Regions from separate parts of the Muntiacus reevesi genome. Here region 2 is linked to region 1. The links are chromatin contacts, called in public Hi-C maps. All regions are on one chromosome and are shown on one strand. Each heading gives the region's core, a stretch centred on a gene start, on an enhancer-like site or on the middle of the called end of the contact. The rest is flanking DNA. Distances are from core to core; before and after follow the strand shown. Region 1 holds the start of ITGB1 (integrin subunit beta 1). Region 2 holds the start of ARL5B (ADP ribosylation factor like GTPase 5B).

Evidence for each region. Hi-C and Micro-C count contacts between places; a contact is called where the count stands out from the background.
Region 2: a contact with region 1 is called in a Hi-C map of muscle, with 4 times the contacts expected there. The contact joins the promoter of ARL5B here to the promoter of ITGB1 in region 1. A contact is called at or near these places in 2 of 3 Hi-C or Micro-C datasets (blood and muscle).

What each region holds. Positions count from the first base shown.
Region 1 is chr2:19,654,100-19,658,349 of mMunRee1.1, reverse strand. ITGB1 (integrin subunit beta 1) reads right to left here and starts at 2,718. Exons shown (of 16, transcript XM_065921066.1): 1 at 2,564-2,718.
Region 2 is chr2:20,001,100-20,005,531 of mMunRee1.1, reverse strand. It overlaps ARL5B (ADP ribosylation factor like GTPase 5B), which reads right to left and starts at 2,140. Exons shown (of 6, transcript XM_065921070.1): 1 at 1,827-2,140. The coding sequence starts at 1,875.

The DNA.
Region 1 (4,250 bases), core at 1,469-3,968:
ACATATGCTTTAGCATATTGCTAAATATAGTTAACCTTATCTTGCAAAGCCACAAACCAAAACTAAAGCTTAAAAGTACCTGGCTTCTGTATTATTTTATAAATAAAACTTAACTCTGCAAAAGTCTCACAATTACTCACATTTAAAAGATAAGAAACCTGCAAAGTATAGCTTGGCTCCTTTTGCATACAGCTCCAGAACAAGAAATACCACCTTTTTCATTTACGTATTGAAAATTCTAAGACTGCTAAGGTTCTAAAGGTTTTCTGCACTGCAACTCCTGTAACCTAGATACATAATTTTCTCAGTTTTCGACAGCTATAGATACTGCTATCATTTCAGGGTTCTGAAGAATAAGGTACTCTTCTGGACTCTTACCCAATCAGCCCACCCTCTGGACCCCAAGACTCCCACCTCAGCTATAACAACATACAAGGACAAAACCCCACAACATATGACCAGTCAGAATAGACTTGCTCATGCAAAAAAAGATATTTACACATTTGCACAATATAATCTAGGATTCCACTGACAACCAGACAGATCCTAACCCTCCAGGCAGAGTGGGGTAATCAGTCCACATGAACCCTCTCAGATACTAATTGAATTTGTTACATGTTCAAAAATATCAGTTAGCAGAACTCAAAAGTTCTAAAACTTTAACTATCTCATGTTTCACCTCATCACTCCAGCAGAGTAGTCATGAACAACTAATGCACCCACACATATGCCATGAAAACAAGCACCACTTGAAACTTAAATTTTCAGTATTTTATAAAGTAACCAGATGCCCTAGTTGCCCACGTAATTAGGAATTTATCGACCCCAATATAGGACTACAAGTTCATTCAATGACACTAATTTGGGGCAGCTTTTAAATATCCTGACCAGAAAGCTGAGGAGAAAGCCACCTAAATCCAATGATTTATTCAATATTAATGATCCTATACTTTCCACACACAGAATACCGAGGGGATTAGAAAACAATACAGAATAAAACATTCCTTTAAAAAGAATCAACATTACAAAAACTTTAAGTCTGTGAAATCAACATTGATGACTGAATTTGGAGTCTGCTACTTACAAAAGCAAAGTATTAACCACATCCCGTCTTTTTAACTAGCATTCTAATAACATCTTCCATTTTATACTAAATTCTAGGGTGGTTATAATGGCTTTCTCCTCAAATGCCTGTAACTAAAACATTGATTTGTTTCATGTGTTTTCTGTTTATCAGCTAATCACCTTCAGTCCTTCATTTATTAATCAGTGAACTAAAATTTTTATTTTCAAATGTGAACATTTCGGTAGGACTCTTAAGCCAGCCCTGACTCCTGTGAGCCCTGATGGCCACAAATCCAGAATAGGTAACTTGCAAGTCAAGTTCCCTCACCACTTCTAAAGTGTCTAATACACAACCTATTGCAAAGTCCGGATTCAGTTTAAGAAAAATTCGTAATCGAAATTCACTCAGCATTTGTTATTATTGTACCATCAAAACAACGATAAAAAATAACAATAATTCTACCCAACTAATATTTATGTAGAACGCAGATCCAAAGAAACCTTACTGATAATATCATCAATTACATAGCGAGATTTTTTAAAAATCATTCTACTACATCAGGAAGGAAAGAAAAGGAGTCAATATTTATGGAGCTAAGTGTCTTCCATCTTACATCTTCTCTTCACTACACTGTACTTATGCAAGTTTACCTGCAAACATGGGTTGCTGGACCACATGGGTTGTCCTCATCACAGCTGAATGACCACCTATGCGCCCTGTGCCTCAGTTTCTTCATTTGTAAAACAGGGATTAAATACAACACCTACCTCTTTGGATCGGTTCCAGGATTAAACGACAAAATAAAGGTAAAGTGCATAGAGGTCCTCACTGTCCTCATTATAATAATTACTAGCTTTATTATTAGTATAGGTAGGTACTGCTCCCATTTTACAGATGGAAGAAATGAAGCCTTAACGAGTGTAACTTACTAGTAATGATCACAAAGACTAGCGCTAGGTTTTGACGCAAAAGCACGAAACTGGTGAAAAAAAATTGCTCAGGCGTTAAATACTACCATTCTTAAAAATACAACTTGTTCTGAAGCATAGGAAACGGCACGAATCAGGCACAGGCCGGGCAGGAGCCCTAGACACGGCCGCGACGCCCACACCCAGCATTAGAGGAAGGGCCCACAGGACGCGCCCACCCGGCGCCCCGGTGCCCAGCGGCAAGGCGACGCCCGGGACGTGGGGCTGGAGCCGGGGTGAGTGGTCCCGGCCGGGAGGCCCGGCAGCCGAGGCTGCTGCCGGACGCAGGTCCACGGAGGCCCGTCCGCGCCCAGCCCAGCGTCCGAGTGGTGGGTCCGACTCCCCGGCCTCCGCGACCGCGGCCCCGCGAGGACAGCGCCCCTGCCGGGAAGGTCCAGGAGCGGCCGCGGCCCGACTTCCTCCCCCGCCCGACGGCTTGGAATCCACCCGGAGGCCGCGGCCCCCACGCCTGCTCCTCCATGGGAGCCCGGGCGCGCCCCGAGCCCGCCGCCCGCCCTCCCGGGCCCACCTTCTCCCGCGGCGTCCGGCCCGCGCGATCGGCTCGGCCTGTGCTCCGCGGTTCCCGCTCGGCCTGTCCGGAGCTGGCGTGGCCTCCCGGGCTCCGGCACGGCGGCGGCGGCGGCGGCTCCTCCTCCTCGCGGGCGGGAGGAGGAGACTCGGCGGCGCGGGGCCGCCTCCCGGCAGGAAACGACCCCCGGGGCACCGCCTCCCTGGCGCGGCGATCCCGCTCCTCAGGCAGCCGCCGCGCCTCTCGCCCTCCGGAAGCGCATTCCTCTCGGGCCGCGTCAGCCGCGCCCGGGGGAGGGGGAGGGGGCTGAGGGGGGGAGGGGCAAGGGGGCGGCTGCGGGGGCCGCGCGAGGGGCGGGGGCCGCCGGGACAAAGGAGCGGCCCGGCCGGGCCACGGGCTCCGCGTAACCTCGGCGGCGCCTCCTTCCTCTGCAGCCGAGAGAGAGAGAGGGAGGATTTTGCCTGGCCCTGCTCACCGTAATATCGCTCTCGGCCTGCCTTAGGCGCTGCTTCTCCAAAGCCCAATGTCTGTCCGGCCGGAGGGCCGGCCGGCCCTGCACTGCCCGGGTTTGAACCCTGGAAGCCCTGCCTCCCAGGAGCCGGCTCGGACAGATCGGAACTTAGGCACTCACCTTGTTAAGCCTTCGTGGGGCCAAAAACGTTTCCCTTTGGAAGGGAAGTAGCTAAAGCCGATATTTTTCTGGTGGGAGGATTTGCTTGAGTTACGTCTTTGAGAGAGGGGAAGACTTAAGGAGGAAACGGGTGCCAGGAAAGATGAAGAAAGTTGTAGAGAAAAACTGGTGAGTTGAGGAGCAGCTTCCGTGAGGTTCATCTGGAGGTGCATTTATGGGGAACAGGGAGGAGAAGGAAGAGTTCACTCTTGATACAGTTTCTGTTCATCCTCACTTTTTTAGTAGGTGGACGGGGGGCTGGAGAAGAGACCGCTAAAAGAAGCATGGTGGGCACATTTTGATAAGAGGATGGAAACCCCTGCCGGCCGGCATCATACCGAAACCCGGTTACTCAGAACGCGCTGCTGGCAGGCTGCCGTCCTGTTAGCAGAAATGTGCGTTGCCACGTGGTGAGCTGCAGCACCCTGTTGGGAGCAGAACTCGAATGATGAGATTTGTGAAACTGAGAAGCAGTGTTTCATTTGGCGAAGAATAGAAGCTGTGATGCTCATTTGACCGCCAATCTTGAGGGGAAAAAAAGACAACCCCATCTATGGAAATGTTGCCCATGGCTCGCCAGCAAAATTAAATCTCTGGTTAGGTAATCTCTGGAAACCTCTAAAGAAACAAGAATGATTTTTCCCACTTAATGGATGAGCAAATTTAAGAGACTAAATGATGTTTCCTTACTTGTGGAATCTAAAAAGGGATACAGACGAACTTATTTACAAGACAGAAATAGTCTCACGGACCTAGGAAAACAATCCCATGGTTACCGAAGGGTACGGGGAGGGAGGATAAATTAGGAATTTGGGATGAGCATACACACTACTCTATATAAAACACAAACAGCAAGGACCTACTGTAGACCACAGGGAGCTATATTCAGTAACTTGTAATAACCTATAATGGAAAATAATCTGAAATACATTCTTTTTCAGATTCTTTTCCATATATATATTCTTTTCAGGTTCTTTTCGGTGATATATATAACAAACTTTTCTGTACACTTGACAC
Region 2 (4,432 bases), core at 891-3,390, 350 kb before region 1:
ACTTTTCTGTTTATTTTTAACCTTTGTCTCTCCTATGCCTATATCTCATGTCTGGCTGTATGGCCTATGACTAAATGTTAGTCGTATGAATGAATACAATGACAGAATAACCATTACGTAGTTCTAAATTTTCTAAACAAGGAAGTTAAAGGAAAAGAAAAATTCCTAAATAGTAATGGGAATTTAAAAGGACGAAACAAGTATATGACTTATAGAAGTAACCCATTGAATGTCTTTCATCATCTGAATTTTCCCTCTTCATCCTTCATTCCCTTCTAGTCTGATTAAGAAGCCTCAAAAAAAATGATAAATAGGGTCTTCCCTGGCGGTTCAGTAGTTAAGACTTCACCTTCCAATGCAGAGGCTGTGGGTTTAAGCCCTGGTCAGGGAGCGAAGGTCCCACATGCCCCAGGACCAAACATAAAATGGAAGCAATACTGTAAAAACTTCAATAAAGACATCAAAAAAAAAAATGTAAAAAATGATAAACACAGTAATAAAACAGAAAGGAGAGAAAAGGGGATGGGACAAATTACAGAGAACTCAAACTATGAGAAAAGATAAGCAGGTAGTTATTAATCTCTATACTTTCAAACATGTCTTAAAATGTTGCTTTACATGGTAAATTCATGTAATGAGGATTAGAAAACATACACTGCTGAAAAAATACTGTATTAAAGTTATGGATAATATCCATATGGAATTAAAACTCTGCAGTAATTTCGTTTATACACATACGTATATGTGTATGGATATATCCATCTTTATTAACTTGTAACCTTGAAAAAGACTATTTTAGTTTTCTTTTTTTTTATTTTAGTTTTCTTATCGATCTACAGAACAAGTGACTAAAGTCATTTCATTCTTCTAACTTCTTAAATCCAGAAAAAATAAATCACATTAGCAATAACTGATTGCTACTATCATAAAACACTGGCTTTTATTATGCCCGGATGGTAAATGCAAAATAAAACTATTTGTTTTAGAACTGGTTTTAATTACTGAGATAACAACAGTTAAAAGAATGCCTAAAACTTTACCTATAGCCGGCCCTTTTGTCTGGGTATATTCTCTTCAGAAGTCATCACGTCTTATTTACTCTGACTGAGAACAGGTTTTACAACTTCTTGGCCGTTTGGACTTGCAACTTTTAAGACATCTCAGAACCAGTTTCTAAACGAATCACCGACACGCAATATCCTCCACAGAACCAAAAGCATTGAGCTTTTCAATGTCGAAGAAAGGAATAAAGGGTTTAGGACGAAGATTTCCAGAAACTCGTGTCTCAATTCATTCCCAAGTCCGGGAAAGCAGGCGAAATCAGAACGTGACGGCGAAATGAATAAAACAGCAGGGCGGAAAACAAAGCAACACTAGTAACGTTGCTGGTTTTTTTTTTTTTTTTTTTTTTTAAGTTGATAGGTTTCTGGGCGAACACATCCTGGGGAAAGACTTAGGATACTTAATTAGAAAAGGAAAAGGCCCTCCAAATGCCTCCGGGTATCATTAGGTTGCTTTCCGCTTTCCTTTGGCAAAATTTCCAAATTCTTGGTTTGGATCCCAGGACACCAAATGCCCCCTCTTCTGACTTTCTATTTCTAGCAACTATCATTCCGTTTCTCGCAACCATCACTTGCACCTTCTTCCAACCTAAAACAGTGAGTTTCTAACCACCCCCTTGACTAAGTCACTTCTCTGCGTCTCAGAACGTTTGTGTCCACCGAGGGCCCTGCCTTACCTTCCCCTAACCCCCACACAGCTGTCCCCTCCAGTGGTTAGACCCTCTGCCTCGGATTCGAGCCGTTGCGCAGCTCCATCCTTCTCACCTTGGTTACAGAAGAGGCTCCATAGTTTCGCGAAGATCAGCCCCATCATGAGCACCTGGGCGGGCCGCGGGGTCCCTCAGCAGCAGGTGCCGCTGCGCCGGGCCCCCCACCGCGGGACTGGCCGTGGGTCACCGAGGTAAAGCCGACTGGGACCGCGCGGCGAGGGCACTGGTTGGCGGAGAAGCCGCGATCTGCCGCTCAGCTACCGTCAGAAGGCACTGCGCCGAGTCCCTGGCCGACAGTCCTTTGTTCGAGCCCACTGAGCCCAACGCCGACCCGTAGTCCCCTCGGTCTGAACCCACCTACCCACCAGAGCTTCAACCAGCCCCAAGCCCCGCCTCCGCTCCGCCTCCCTTCCCGATCCGTGGACCACCCATCGCCGGAAGAACGGCGCCGGACGTCGGCGCGCTTACGTCAGCCCACGCCTTCGATGTGGCGTTTCCTCAGTTTCACTTCCGGTGGGAGGGCTCCGAGCTACCGGAGGGGTGGAAAGCGGGGGTGTGCGTGGAAGTCGCGGAGTTTCCCGAGAAGAACGCTTCTTCCGGCGTCTTCCTGTTTAGAAGCTGTTGCTGAGTTACGTTTCTGGAGTTTCTGTTGACTAGCAGGAGCCTTCTGGTCCTTAAACCTGGGTACAGACTACAGTCACTCTGAGCAGCTGCCGTTTGCTGCACAAAAGGGAGGAATGTTTCAACTGTCAAGTTCAGGCTGGCGGGCAAGCTTCGATTCTGCAGTGATTCTTAATTCTGAATAGAATTGATTACGAGAGGATACATGGAATGCCTGTAGCCGCAGAGTTCGACTGTGTGATTAGTTTGTGCTCTGTGTGGTCTCAGTCCTATCCGAGTCTTTGCTGCCGCACAGAACCCCGCCAGACTCCTGTCCGCAGGATTTTCCCTTCCCGGCAAGAATACTGCAGTGGATTGCCATTTCCTTCTCCAAGGGATCTTCCCGACCTAGGAATCCAGCTCTCCTTTCCTGCGTCTCCTGCTTTGGCAGACCGATTCTTTACCACTGGCATGCTTTACCTGGGAATCCCATGCGATTAGTTTAAGGTTCTCCTATTTTCCAAAGTATTCGGTGTTTTCGAGAATCTCCAGCCCACAAAAATAAAAAAGCGTTTTTTGTGAAGTGTTGATTGGAAATGAGTTCATTTAGTTAAAATGAATTCTAGGAATCGATCTTTCCAGTTTAACAAAACAAGGAATAGCTACAAAGTGCAAAACAAACTGAAATTTTAAGGGGAAAAGTTGGACAACTAGGAATTATAAAAATGTTTATTATTATCTATTATCTAATGTTCTTGAATAAGAACTATGGACTTTCCTGGTGGCTCAGATGGTAAAGCATCTACCTACAATGTGGGAGACCTGGGTTCAATCCCTGGGTCGGGAAGATCTCCTGGAGAAGGAAATGGCAACCCACTCCAGTGTTCTTGCCTGGAAAATCCCATGGACGGAGGAGCCTGGTAGGCTACAGTACACGGGGTCGCAAAGAGTCGGACACGACTGAGCGACTTCACTCACTCACTCATTGTAAACTGACTTAAGAAAAGTCTTGGAAGAATTGCTGCACCTGGAATTGAATTCAATTTATTACTCAGTTAACTAAGAAGTTCGCATATATATAAGCCAATTTTCTACATACTAGTTTCATTTCCTTGCCGACACCCCCCCCCCCCAACTGTCGTTAGGTTTTAACAAATATGATCGCTTCACAGACTGGGATGAAATGTAACAAATACCCATGAAACTGAACGAGAGAAATAAAAGACTATGGACTTAAGTGGTAGATTTTAACCTTAGCAGTAGGGGCCTTTTGAAACAAACTATTTTATTACTTGTACAAATATAAGTGTATTTCTTATTATGTGATTCCAGTGTTATGTTCAAAGACCCTTTAAGACTTAGATGTAAAATAGTGTGTTTCAACATTCTGATTTTAAAGGTAAGTTTAAATCTCTCATACAAAAAGGTATGTACTAAGTCTATGAAAATCAGTTTAATTTCATGACTCTGAATTGGCCCATTGTATATATGTGTATATACAGCAACCCCATGGACTATAGCCCACTAGGCTCCTCTGTCCAGAGAATTTTCCAAGCAAGAATACTGAAGTGGGTTGCCATTTCATTCTCCAGAGGATCTTCCCAATCCAGGGATCAAAACCGAATCTCTTGAGGCTCCTGCATTGGCAGGCTGATTCTTTCAACACTGTGCCACCTGTGAAGTCCCATATAAATAAATTTATATTCACTGTTTTTGTGTTTGAATATAAAGTCTTAAAGGGACATTTCTAGTCCTAGTTTCAAGATAAAGTCAAAACAACTAGGGAATTAAAAATATTTTTAAACTACATATTTTTAAATTATCTTTTAATTGGTGGAAAAATGCCTTCCAGTTTTGTGTTATTTCCTGCCATACAACAACATGAATCAGTCATGATTATTTTAATATATATCCCTTCCTTCCTGAGCCTCCGCCCCCATCCAACCCCTCTAGGTTATCACAAAGCTCCAGGCTGGGCTCCTTGTGTTACTTAGTGATGTCCCACTACCTACTTATTTTATACACGATAGTATATATATGTCAATGATACTTTCTCAGTTT